Regions from separate parts of the Gossypium raimondii genome. Here region 1 is linked to region 2. A link is a contact called in public Hi-C data. All regions are on one chromosome and are shown on one strand. Each heading gives the region's core, a stretch centred on a gene start, on an enhancer-like site or on the middle of the called end of the contact. The rest is flanking DNA. Distances are from core to core; before and after follow the strand shown. Region 1 overlaps LOC105793843 (serine/threonine-protein kinase BSK1). Region 2 holds the start of LOC105793839 (NEP1-interacting protein-like 1).

The links. A called contact is a pair of places that touch in the nucleus more often than the background predicts.
Region 1: a contact with region 2 is called in a Hi-C map of leaf, with 1.8 times the contacts expected there. The contact joins the enhancer-like site here to the promoter of LOC105793839 in region 2. A contact is called at or near these places in 2 of 2 Hi-C or Micro-C datasets (both in leaf).

What each region holds. Positions count from the first base shown.
Region 1 is chr3:21,063,561-21,066,476 of ASM2569854v1, forward strand. LOC105793843 (serine/threonine-protein kinase BSK1) reads right to left here. Exons shown (of 9, transcript XM_012622703.2): 9 at 2,122-2,628. The coding sequence ends at 2,374. Among protein-coding and RNA genes, the nearest start is that of LOC105793843, 5.0 kb to the right of the region's middle. Within about 2 kb of position 1,636, the one cell type or tissue checked has open chromatin away from gene starts, as enhancers often do. A contact at or near this core is called in leaf, where this site is marked.
Region 2 is chr3:20,967,850-20,970,867 of ASM2569854v1, forward strand. It overlaps LOC105793839 (NEP1-interacting protein-like 1), which reads left to right and starts at 1,674. Exons shown (of 4, transcript XM_052627779.1): 1 at 1,674-2,028; 2 at 2,120-2,289; 3 at 2,361-2,510; 4 at 2,593-2,870. The coding sequence starts at 1,887. The coding sequence ends at 2,715. It overlaps LOC105793840 (a long non-coding RNA gene), which reads left to right. Exons shown (of 6, transcript XR_008194332.1): 6 at 1-41.

The DNA of each region.
Region 1 (2,916 bases), core at 386-2,885, 96 kb after region 2:
TAAATTATTGGTATTTGGTTGATTTTATGACTAATCTTTTAATGCCAACATTAAGTGACTATTTTTTGTGTTAAATCCTTGTTTCCAAAATTTCATAAAAATCAAGTCATTTATTCAAATTGAACTTTAAAAAGGAGTAACAAATTCAAAAACAAATTTACCAAAATATTTTGTTATATAAAAAGGGAAGATTGTTGAACTAGCTTTATTTGTTAAATTATTTTGATATAACAAATATTTCCTTAAAATATAAATTTATTTTTGAACAAAGAATTCTAAGCATGAATAATATTTCAAAACTTTTAAACATCTTAGAAAATGCTTTAAACACTTAGAATATTTTTGACAAATCTGAAAATAAATTTAAACTCTTGAACTTAATCAAAACCATTTCAAATTAATTGAAAAAGCGCTCCCTACAAGAAGTATCGATGTTTTCCAAAGTGTATCAATACTTGTAAAATTTTATGATACTTCATAATTTTATTGATACCAAATCGCTTTTGTTTTGAATAAAAATTGAACACAAACAATAAATATCGATATCTTGAAAATTATATCGATACTTATTAACATTTAACAATACCAAAATTTATATCAATACCAATTTTGCATTTTGTTTTCATAATCTATTAAAAATGTCAAAAAGTATCAATACCCATAAAATTATATCGATACCTTTTACCAAGTATCAATAAATCATCTTTGGTATCGTTGGAAACTAATTTTAACGGTCACTGAATCAAATATTAAATATCTCTAGTAACGATACTTGGACAAAAAATATCGATACATTTTTTTGTAGGTGAATTTAATGGTCTGGTATTTCCATCCCAATGACTTTATTTATTCTCCCAACAACCACAACGGTTGGAAATGAAGTAGAAGGTATAAATACCAGCTTCTGATGGTCCTACAACAACTAGAGATATAATTAAGCTTAAAGATCAATCAATTCAACCTTAGTGCTCAATTCTTTCATATTTTTCTTATACACACTTACAAGCTTCTATTGTTATTCTTTAGTTCAAGTGTATTCTTGTTTATTTGTGCTTTATTGGCAAACATTCTGATCTTGTGAGGATTATTTCTTAGTTTGCTCCTTTGTAATTCTTTGAGAGGGTTTGTCCTAAGATTTGGGTAGAAATCTTTAGAGAGTTGTAAGGTTAAACATTGTCCTTAAATGCTGAACAAATTAGTGAATTTCAAAAAATCCTTAGTTATAGAAAGATAAGGTCGTGGAGTAGGCAATTGGGGCCAAACCACTCTAAATCTTTGCATTCATTGTTTCATACTCCTTTGCTTTCATCAAATCTTTTAAAGGTTAATTTACCCCCCTCTTGACAATTTTGGTTTGATCAATCAAGCTAACAACCACCGTGACCCCTTGAGACCATGTGAACTAGGACTTCTTCTTAAATGAGTTCGGAAAGAAATATGTGAGCTGATTTTACCTTTATAAGAAAAAGAGAGTTTATCCAACTTAAACAAAGCAATATGTCTGTAGTGGAAATGAAAGAAAAATTGTATGGTTGAGCAAGCATGCTTGGGAATTTGTGGCCACCGAAGAAGACCTCTGTTTGCTTGTTGGGGCTCTAGAGTTGAGAGAATTTACTGCTTTGACTAAGAGGGCTCAAAATATGGAAGATATAAAGGTTGATAAGCAAAACGCCAATTTAAAAAAGTAGAGACGGAGGCAAGAGAAGTTCTACTAGCTCTATGAAACCACTGTCAGCTAAAAGGGCCAAAGGTTTGAAAGGCCACTCCTCCGTCCCTTCATGACTCCAGAGGAGAGGATAAAAAGTAACACATTAAACATTTTATAAAAATACGTACCATAATAAAATAAATATTGATAATTTAAGTATCACATTAGACATTTTTAATATACAAGTATCACATGAAATATTTTATTAAAATACAAGTACCAAATGTGACATAGAATTTCAACATTCCAATTGGAAAATCAAACTTTATGCTAAATATATATATATATTAAATATCCTAATTGATCTTCCATATGAATACTTAAATTTTGAAACATATCCTTGAGACATAATAGTTGGTTCTGGAAACAAAACTCAGCAATATTTCTTCTTCAAAGACAAGTAAAAACTATAATAAACGAAATCAATTATTTCATTAAAATCAAAGAACAGGAAAAGGTGATGGCAATGCAAAACAAATGCCTTCCTCCCTCCACATTACATCATCCCATAAATTGCTTGGCACAAAACCACAATTTCAATTTCCATTATACATTAATCTCAGCATGTTTGCTAACAACCACAAGGACAGCCACAAATTGCTCTTTAGGCCCCCACCCATACAAAAAATAAGAACGTTACAGAGCCACAAACTTGAACCAACGTCTCAAGATCCTCTGCCGCCCCGTTGCCTTTTTTCTTCTAGTGCCGCAGCTTCATTCAACATGTCAGCAGCATCCTTCTGCATGTCTAGCTTGGCCAAGGCTACAGCCTGCATGTAAAATGCTGTTGACCAGTCGGGGTACACACATTGTGCTTGCATTGCATCTCGGAGGGCAGCATCTGGTTGATCGCACAGAAGATAACAAAGACTTCTTCGTGCATAAACAGTTGGAGAAACCATGGTTCCAACGTCTATGAACTGAAAAGAAAATGGGATCAAATTAACCATTAATGCAGAAAAATGCTATCTATTTTCCTTTTTCCAATTATCTATGGAGCTTCCAAATTGTGCTCCAATGCATAAACCATAACCAATAAGAATCTCAAATTTCCCCCACTCTCATTTTTCTATAGAGCCAAAAGCCCACAGATTCCAACTGATACATTACAAGCACAATGAAGTAAAGTAATTCGGGCAACAGGCTCTGCGCCTTTTCAGACCACACAAATTCTGTGAATGAATGTAATCTGTTCATCCCAGAAAGAA
Region 2 (3,018 bases), core at 424-2,923:
ACCATGATTGTTAATTATTACATGTTTTTTAGCTTCTTTTATATTTGGCCGAGTTAATATAGATCAGATGAGCTGTGAGGTAGATTGCTCATTATTTAAACATAATATTTTAAATTTAAATTTAAATTTAAATTCATTAATTTTTATATTTAGCTTTAAAGTTAAAAGTTTAATAGAAAATTTATTTAATTAATATTTTTATCCTTAAAAGTATATAGTTTAAAGTTTAAATTTCAAAAATAAAACATAATATAATATTTATCATAGAAATAAATATTATTTAATTAATTTTTTTAAAAGTCATGTTTTTAGCGGCATTTGTGAAAAAGTGCCGCTAAAAGTTATTTTTATAGCGGCGTTTGTAATAGAAGCGCCGCTAAAGGTTATGATTTTTAGCGACGTTTGTGGTAAAAGTGCCGCTAAAGGTCATGATTTTTAGCGGCGTTTGTGTGAAAAGCGCTGCTAAAGACCATGATCTTTAGCGGCATTTTTTCACGTAAACGCCGCTAAAGTTAGCGACGTTGTCAATAGCGGTATTTTTTGCGGCGCTTTCACTTTTAGCTTCGTTTTTTAGCGCCGCTAAATACTTAAAAAAGCGCCGCTAAAAGCCTATTTTGGTGTAGTGTGGTAGAGGGTTTAATGTATTAGGGTTGAGAGTAGAGAGAAGTCCCGATACCAAGTTGATCCTTAGGGTATTTATAGGCAAGTGAGGGTTCCTACCCAATTATGCTATAAGGTTAGATGCACATTTAAGGTTACACATCATTACTAATCTACCTTCTTTTTATAATGTTAATTGTAAATACTATAATTTACCATAATGTTAATTATATGTAGGAGTGATATCGCTTTGTTTTGAATGGGTTTTTAGGACTTTTTGAAGCATCCATTATAATTCGATTTCAGCTTAGTTTGGTTCTTGGTTTTCCTATGTTAATTTTTTATTTTAATTTTTAAACTTTTTCAAGAACTTGTGAATTATTTTCACTATTTTAAATATAAATTTTTTGTTCTCAATTAAATAGTTTTATTTATATTTAATTAGTAAAATATATAAAGATTAATATAAATTTTTTAAATATAATATTATTTTTAGATAGTAATATGGTTTTGCCGATTGAGTTCTAACTCGATTGGCATGAACATTGTTGTCAATATAAGAGAACGTGGCATTATCCTCATGTTCATAGATTAGGGATGAGTTATGACTAGTTATAGGTATTGTGTAAAAAAATAGATAAGATCTTGTAAGAAGATTATTAAAATAATAATAACGCGGTTTTTTTTTGGGGATAAGTCAACTCTCCAATCCCATTGACAACTCATACAAACAGGAAACGTTTTTTTTAAACACATATAAATTTAATAAAAAATAAGATAAGAAGAGTAGTAATAATGTATAATATTTGTAAAATGATCCACAACCGTTGCTTTCGAAACAAAGAAATAGAGAAATAAGAAATTGAGGAGATAAGTTTGATTTGCCTTTTTTTGGTACATGTACCATTTGCTTTTGTTAGTTCAGTAAAAGATTCAGTTGGGAGATTATAGCCCACCACTTTGACCACGTCTTCAGAACTTTAAAAATAATATTATAATTATTCAATTATAGTAGAAAAAATAACGTAAAGGTTTACCAAGTAGGAGTTTCAGAGTAATGTATTATACAATTAGGTGATTATCTATCCCTTCCGTTTCACCTATATCATTTTTAATTCACCCATCACCGCTTCTTTCCCTTCCCACCAAGTTGGTCCTCCTTCCTTGACCTCTCCTTTGGTTCAGTCTCATATATTTCCATTGCCATAAATCCTTCTCAATTGCCCTACAATTTATAAATTTCTAGGTGTCTTCAAACAGTAAACCTAAACTTGAAACTTCTCCCAATGGACTTTACCATCTGCCCTTCTTCTTCCTTTATCATGCCATGCTTTCTGGCTCAAGAGGCCAGGAAATTTTGCTGCTCAGCAGCTTCGGCAGTTATTACTGAACTGTTTTTTGCAATCTTCATCTTCATATTTGCAGTGGGTTAGTTCATTTTTCCCTTTTGTTTTCATATTTTTTTTTGCTTTTTTTTTTTTAAAGAAAAAATCTGTTCATGCAGTTGGAGCAACTTTAGGAGGCCTGACCGGAGCTTTTGTTGGGGCAAAAACAAAGATGGGTCTTATGTATGGAGTCGCAGTTGGAGTGATGGAAGGCAGTTTTTTGTCCATCAAGTTGTTCCAGATTTCACTCCTAATTTGCAGTTCTAATGATTCGGCATTGGCAACGAGGTATCTCCTTCAACCGGTAAGATACCATCTTTCTATAAAGCATTTGTCCCTGCGGCTGCCATTGAAATCCTTGGTTTTGGGTTTTAGATAAACGTATTTGAATCTACTACTCCATTCATCCAAGTCCCCTGGAATAAGGAAGGGTTGTCAGAGGATTCGATGGACAAAATTCCAAAGATGAGAATCACAGAAGAAAATGTACTCAGCAACACAAACCCTTGTTCCATTTGCCTTGAGGTTCTCTTTTTTTTATTTCTTTTTTTTTTCTTTTATCAATTTTCATGATTGCTTTTCTTGATGGTTGGTTTCAAAATTCCAGGACCTTTTACCGTGGGAAACAGTTCATAGGTTGCCACAATGTCACCATACGTTCCATATATCGTGTGTTCAAAAGTGGTTAATGGGGCATAAATCTTGCCCATTATGCAGGAGAAAATTTTGACTATTTTCCATTCAGATTCTTTGTACGTACGGTGGAGCTCCCAATTTATTTCTTTTTACATTTAAACCATTCCCCATGTAATTTGTGGTAAATTCCTTTGTTTTCTACATTTTCATATTGTTGACGTAACATAAGGCAAACTAGGCTTGGGTTTCCATCACCGATGTCATTCGCAACTAATTTCAAGGAAGCTGACACGAAATTCAAAAGACCTCTGCCAAAGTTGAAAAAAGAAATAAGATTTCAATCAACATCTGAAAGTGCCAGTTAGCAGCCTATGAAAACTCACGAGGAAAACATGCT